2 separate regions of the Pan troglodytes genome follow, and region 2 is linked to region 1. The links are chromatin contacts, called in public capture Hi-C maps. All regions are on one chromosome and are shown on one strand. Each heading gives the region's core, a stretch centred on a gene start, on an enhancer-like site or on the middle of the called end of the contact. The rest is flanking DNA. Distances are from core to core; before and after follow the strand shown.

Region 1 (3,413 bases), core at 116-2,615:
CATTCCTTAGAGCAGGGGTGTCCAATCTTTTGACTTCCCTGGGCCACACCGGAAAAACTGTCTTGAGCCACACATAAAATACACTAACACTAGCTATAGCTGATGAGCTTCAAAACATCACAAAAAATCTCATAATCTTTTAAGAAAGTTTACGAATTTGGGCTGGGCTGCATTAAAAGCTATCCTGGGCCCCATGTAGCCCACAAGCTGTGGGTTGGACAAGCTTGCCTTAGAGTCTAGACAGGCATCGAGTAGGCACCCAGCAGGCAGTGCTGTGGGCAGAGCTGGGGGATACTAGTGTCTCCCCTAAACCTCAGCACCTCCTTCCCCAGTGGTCCTCGCAGTTCCTAATCCCTTGAGACCAAAACACCAAGGTGGAGGGTGCGGGAGTGACTGCTTATCACTTCTGCCCAAGGGGACACAGGAGGTCCTTCTTCTGCCTCAACTAACGGAATCAGGATTTTATTGCTTAAAAGACCTTGGGGAGCATGCAATTCAACCCCATGTTCTTACAGAAGAGGAAACATGCTCACTGCAGTAAAAAGCATTGCTTAAAGTTAGGTAGCTCCTGGTAGCCTGGAGGAAGGAGACCCCTGCCTGCCCCCCTCCACTGGGTGAAGGCCTGGCGTACGTCCCAGCCAGCATGTGAGCACTGTCCTCACTGGACACGGGGGCAGCATGGACTGTGGCACGGAAGACAAACGCTGGGGAGGAAAAGGGGGAAGCAAGCAACCTGGGTTGAAGGAGATTTAATGAGAGGGGCCATGAATGGAAACCACTGTCCCAGTCGTTAAAGTGGAGCACTGTGTTCAGAAGCCAGGATAGTGCAGAACACTTTCAAAGAATACAATTTTGTACCCCTGGCTATGATTTTCTCTCTAGAGTAATGACCCCGGACTTTAGAGATTCTTTTCTTCCTTTCTGATTGTAGTCATTGTGTGCAAACCTTTTCAGAAGGCTCTCCTGCAGAATTTAGTCTTGCACCCGCTCCTGTTTATCATTTGTGAGTTCATGTCTTAGTGATCTGGATTCTGCATGCTGGTCAGAGTAGTTTTTCTTCTCTATGTAGGTGAACTGGAAAATAGGCCATAGGATCACGGATTTTGGGGAGATGTGGGAGCAAAGGTAGGCTCGGTCTTCCTAGCCCTTTTGCAAATCAGACAGCTGAATGGTGAGGTCACAATTCTTGCCGCTTGGCCTCAAATTCCTTCCTCCCCCACCTCTTCTCCTGGCCCACTCCTTTCCCATTGCTACTTCTCAGTCTTCTTTGTGCTGGGTGTTTGGAATGTGAAGAGGCAGGCTCTGCCCTCCAGGAAGTGAGAGCCCCGTGGGGAGATGCCCTGTGGTGATGGCAGCAAGCGGCCACCAGAGGGTGACCAGTCCCACCTCTTGTGTGCTGGGGGACCTGTGCATGCTGGGGGAACTGGAAACAGCCTGGGAGGTTTTCACAGAGGAGGGGCTAAGCCTTACAGGGGACCCGGGAGCCTCCAGGTGCTTGGGCAGGAAGATACAGGCCAAGGGATGGCCCTGTAGGGTGGCAGCTGGGGTACCTTCAGGGATGCCAGTGGGCTGGCGCACAGAGCTGCAGTGCCACACTGATGAGGCCTGTGGGCAGGGACATGGGGGCCTGGGGAGCCAAGAGACCACGGACAGGACTTTCACACAGCACATGTTTAGGGCCTCTAGATTTAAGAGGTCATGTGGAGGATGCAATAGCAACATGGCCGGAATGGACAACGTGGCTAGAATGGGGCAAAAGGATACTGCTATCCAGCCCTGCAGAGGGACAGATCTGGCCTGGAGGAGGGAGAACTGAGACCTCAGGACCTCTCAGCTGCTGAGAATAAAAAGAAGGGAGCTGCATCATCCTAGCCCTCTGCCTGGGCGACTGGTGGAGAAATTAGCCAGGAGAGAAGTCAGGTGGTGGGCAGGGAGAGAAGAGGCCACCTGCATTCTCGGCCTGTTGAGTGCTGGGGACATGCAGGGCTCAGGAAAAGACTTGGTTTGGAGCTTTGCTGGAAATACAGATGCGAACGCCCACCCCACAGCAGCAGCCAAGGGTGCCCAAGGACAACCGGAGGATATGTAGGATGAGAGTAGGACCATGGTGAGGACCTCAGTGGGGTTACTGTTGTTCTGGGGAAGGAGGGAGAGAGGATGCCCCATGATGTGGTCCACAGTGGGAAGACCTGGAGGAGACAGACAGAGAAATCAGGAAATGTGAAAGAAGTGTTTGGTGGCAGCAGATGCTCAAGACAGTCCACCAGGTGGGGACTGCAGGAGGCCGCTGGTGGACTTGCATGACTCATGGCCGATTCATCAGGGACGATGTGATGAGGACATCGCTCATCCCCAGGGAGGGGCCCGCAGCTGGGTCTGTGATGCGGTGGGTGAGTGAAGTCAGCATCTGTGTAACCCCTTGGTGTGACTTTTAGAAGCTCTGATATACTTTCTTATTAAAACATTTTATCCATTCATTCTTGAAAAAATAGTTCCTGATGTAGATAAAAATAAGAGACCTTGTTTTATTAACCATGACTGCAGTTATGCACCAGAGAGGACACTCTGAAGGGCAAAACCTCATATCAGCATCGGCGTGACGTCATTAGGATGCTCTCAACACAAGCTGGAGATTGCCGAATGGAGCTCTTGTATCTACTACCCTGGCTCTGCAGCAGAGGAGAATGAATGTAGGGAGGAAAAGCAAAATGATTCACAGGGAAAATGTTACAAAGAATGTCTCTGTGAAAGGAAAATAAATCCTGGGCCCCCCACATCACTAAGCTAAAGGGAAAAGTCAAGCTGGGAGCTGCTTAGGGCAAATCTGCCTCCCATTCTATTCAAAGTCACCCCTCTGCTCACTGAGATAAATGCAGATCTGATTGCCTCCTTTGGAGAGGCTAGTCAGAAACTCAGAAGAATGCGACCATTTGTCTCTCATCTACCTATGACCCGGAAGCCCCCTCCCCGCTGAAGACTAGAAAGTCTTCCCACCTTTGCTTCGAGTTGTCCGACCTTTCCGGATTGAACCAATGTTCATCATACATATGTTGATTGATGTCTTATGTCTCCCTAGAATGTACAAAACCAAATGGCCCCCTGACCACCTTGGGCACATGCTGTCAGGACCTCCTGAGGCTGTCACAGGTGCATGCCCTCAACCTTGGCATAAACTTTTTAAATTAACTGAGACCTGAGATTTTGGGGGTTCACATCTCCATTGCCCACCTCTCCCCCGTTACAGCCTCCAATAGCTACAGCCAGTGTGAGCACCAAAGACTTTCAGGGAGTTGATGAAAGCAAACCTGGAATCTATTCACTCAGCACAAAGACCCCAAAGGAAGAAAGGACACAGTGGAGTCAGAAAGATTTCTCTCAAAGTAAAAGCAAAGGCCTAGGCAGAAGACACAGGG
Region 2 (3,306 bases), core at 216-2,715, 220 kb after region 1:
AAACAATGTGAACATCTATAGTAGGAATTGACAATACTCTCACGGTGGACTAGTCTCCATTTAGGGCAGCAGTCCCTAATCTTTTTGGCACCAGGGACTGGTTTTGTGGCAGATAATTTTCCATGGATGAGGGTGGGGGACAGTTTCAGGATGATTCAAGCACATGACATTTATTGTGCACTTTATTCCTATCCTTATGACACTGTAATATATCATGAAATAATTATATAACTCACCATCATGTAGAATCAGTGGGAGTCCTAAGCTTGTTTTCCCGCAACTAAACGGTCTCATGTGGGGGTGATGGGAGACGGTGACAGATCATCGGGCATTAGATTCTCAGGAGCGTGCAACCTAGATCCCTCGTGTGCACAGTTCACAATAGGGTTCAAGTTCCTATGAGAATCTAATGCTGCTGCTGACCTGATAGGAGGCAGAGCTCAGGCGGTAATGCAACTGATGGGAAGCAGCTGTCAATACAGATGAAGCTTCGCTCACTCACCTGCCACTCACCTCCTGCTGTGTGGCCTAGTTCCTAACAGGACATGGTCTGTGGCCGAGGGGTTGAGGACTCCTGATTTAGGAAAACACTACAACAGACAGCTCTGAAAAGCTTCGTAAGAAAGAGGCAGCACACTGGGTGATTTATAGGTACAAATATGATCCAACTGAATAATGTACTCATTGTTAAAAATAGGTGTAGGTTCCCAAGGGATAAAGACCATGGTAAAATTTCTGGAACAGTCAGACCCCTCGACCAATGCAGAACAGCTGATTTTCTAGTTATTTATCACCGAAGTAAGGCTGAACATATACAAGTAAGTTGGACATAAAATCTACTTGTGTGATATTATCTGTTTCAACATCAGAAAATTATTGGGGCTTACAGAGCTGAGGACATTTGGACTTTATGTCTTACATGACAGAGTTAAAGTTATTTGTCTCAAAGTATATTCAATCCACTGGGTCATTTTGTTCTGTTCTTTCTTGGATGCTACTTCAAAGCAGTGATCTCCACTGAGATTTTCTCAAGAGTCCCGTGGCGTCATTCTGTACAGCAGGGGCACACCGTAACTGTGTGTTGCCTGAAGACTATTCTCAGGTGATTTTCACATTAACCCTTTACTTCTGCCACCTTGCTATTTGCCACTTAGTGTCATTAACAGATTGGATTCCATAATGCTCCCCATGTCCTTTTCTTCCTATTCCTTTTGATTTCTCCAGTAAAATATATCCAAACTCAACGGAAGGTCACAAAATATCAAGATTCCATGTCTTAGGGAAAGTGAAGATCATTCCATTTTTTTTTCCTGGCAACAAAAAACCCACTCCAAAGTGTGCAAAACTCTAAGATACCATCCACAGTTCATCCTGTCCAGACAGCGGGCCTGCATCCATGAGGCTGGCCCAGGGTCGCCACCCACCCTGCCCTGAAAGCTCTATGGCCTGTGTCAGTGTATCAGGAAGTGAGCTCTCCTCTCAGCTGGAAGCAGGAAGGCCAGAGAGGCTGACTAATGATGGGAATTTCAGAGGGAGCCCGAGAAGCCTTTCTCTTCCAGTTGTAAAGTTCATGAATCACCATCCAGCTGCCAGTCATGATGGCAAGAGGAAATGAAAACAGAATATCTCCTAGCAGAATTGACAAAATGGGAAAATCCCTGAAGACATGTACTCCCAGAACCATAACCGATGCAGGGGGTGGGGAGGGAGGGGCTGGGAAGGGAGAAAGGGGGGCAGGAAGGGAAAGAGGGCAGCAAAGCGCATGGAGCCTACGCTTTTTTACAGACGCAAAAAGATAGATGCACATTCTTTGTCAAGTGTCACAAACGAGGTCCTTGATTTTCAATTTCCCCGCAATCCTGGCTAAGATGCACAATTTTTAAGACATTCCTCATCAGTTGCCAAATATTGATTATTCTCTGTTTAGTCTACAATGAACCAGATCACACTTGTAATATTATTTAGAAGCAAATAAATCTGTAAGGCTATTGGCGTCTCTCCCTAATAAATCGTTTGGCTGCCATGACCCTTCACCCCAGCGGCAGCCTGGTGTGATAATTGGTAGGTAACCAGTTTGCTTTTCACTCTAAAAAGTGCTTAATTGTCTCCCTTAGATTTGTAGGCATGCATAGCCAGACACCTCGAGAAATGACTCACGCCTTACTCATTTATAATCAGCATCAAGCAGACAGTGAAAAATCTATAAATTAGAGATAAGCATCACACTCCAGAGGCATTAAAGAGAATTCTAAACGTCTCCTTTGCAAATTGTTCAATTAAAAACAGAATGAGCTTTTTCACAGGAAACTACTACTGACTCCTTTTAAGCTTCTAAGACATTCACTGAGGGGCCCCTCCCAGCTTTCCAGGCTAACGTCAGGATAATCACCCCAGGTACCTGGGTCATGGATCTAACTCCTGTGATGCTATAAAGGACTCTGGTGACGGTTCTGAACTTGACAAATGCCGTACCCAAAATAGTATATTCCCTGTTTAGACGAACTCTAAATTAAACTCAAATCCCTTTGGTTATTTTTAAATCTGTATTAGTTATTTTCTCATAAACAGAAATAACTTTGATTATGAAACGAAGCTATTTCTCATTGTGAAAGAAATAAAAAATACAGAAGAGTATACAAAGTAAAATAAAAATGTCATGCCATCGCTCAGAGAGAATCCTTTTAATGTTGTGTACATCCTCCTAGAATTGATATGCATTCATACCATATTGTACTCATTTTTAAATAAGTACTATTTTTGCTATATTACTGTCTCATGACCTGCCTTTTGCATTTAGTACATGTGGATATTTCTTCCCTATCAATGAACATACTGAATGCTAGTATTTTATTGTGAAATATTCCAATCCTGTATGAATGTGCACATAGGTTATCTCCAGTTCATTATTATTATTTTAAATAAAATGACAGAAAGAGTAATTATAACTCAAGCAGTCCTGAAAGCCACTGTGTTGGAGGAAGTCCTCAAACATTTGGAAAGCCATCCAGTGAATTCCCCAGTTGGTCACCCAGTGGTCTGGAAGGCAGCAGGGAGGTGGCTGGGAAGTGGGGCTTTGAAGGAAGACCTTGGGGGGGCGGTCCAGGGAGAAGAAAAGGGTCTAAGGCCAAGAGCAGAGACCCTACAGCAGGAAAGCCAAGGTGGACCCTCAAGACAGAGGAATTCATCACAAGGACAAGGACCGAGAATCACGCAGGCAGCCACAGCTGACACTCACAAGGAGATTGCATAGTACCTTGGAGGCAGGCACTGCCTTTCAAGCCCGGCGTGTGTAAGTGTCTTACTAGG

The links. Capture Hi-C pulls out chosen DNA fragments and counts their contacts.
Region 2: a capture Hi-C map of stem cell-derived neural stem cells shows a contact between it and region 1, with 2.4 times the contacts expected there. The contact joins two enhancer-like sites. A contact is called at or near these places in 1 of 7 Hi-C or Micro-C datasets (stem cell-derived neural progenitor cells) and 1 of 1 other capture datasets (stem cell-derived neural stem cells).

What each region holds. Positions count from the first base shown.
Region 1 is chr5:178,621,621-178,625,033 of NHGRI_mPanTro3-v2.0_pri, forward strand. All of the region lies in intron 5 of RPS6KA2 (ribosomal protein S6 kinase A2), which reads right to left. Among named protein-coding and RNA genes, the nearest start is that of MPC1, 130 kb to the left of the region's middle. Within about 2 kb of position 1,366, at least 10 of the 24 cell types and tissues checked have an H3K27ac peak or open chromatin away from gene starts, as enhancers often do. A contact at or near this core is called in stem cell-derived neural progenitor cells and stem cell-derived neural stem cells, where this site is marked.
Region 2 is chr5:178,845,371-178,848,676 of NHGRI_mPanTro3-v2.0_pri, forward strand. All of the region lies in intron 3 of RPS6KA2 (ribosomal protein S6 kinase A2), which reads right to left. Among named protein-coding and RNA genes, the nearest start is that of RPS6KA2, 130 kb to the right of the region's middle. Within about 2 kb of position 1,466, at least 4 of the 24 cell types and tissues checked have an H3K27ac peak or open chromatin away from gene starts, as enhancers often do. A contact at or near this core is called in stem cell-derived neural progenitor cells and stem cell-derived neural stem cells, where this site is marked.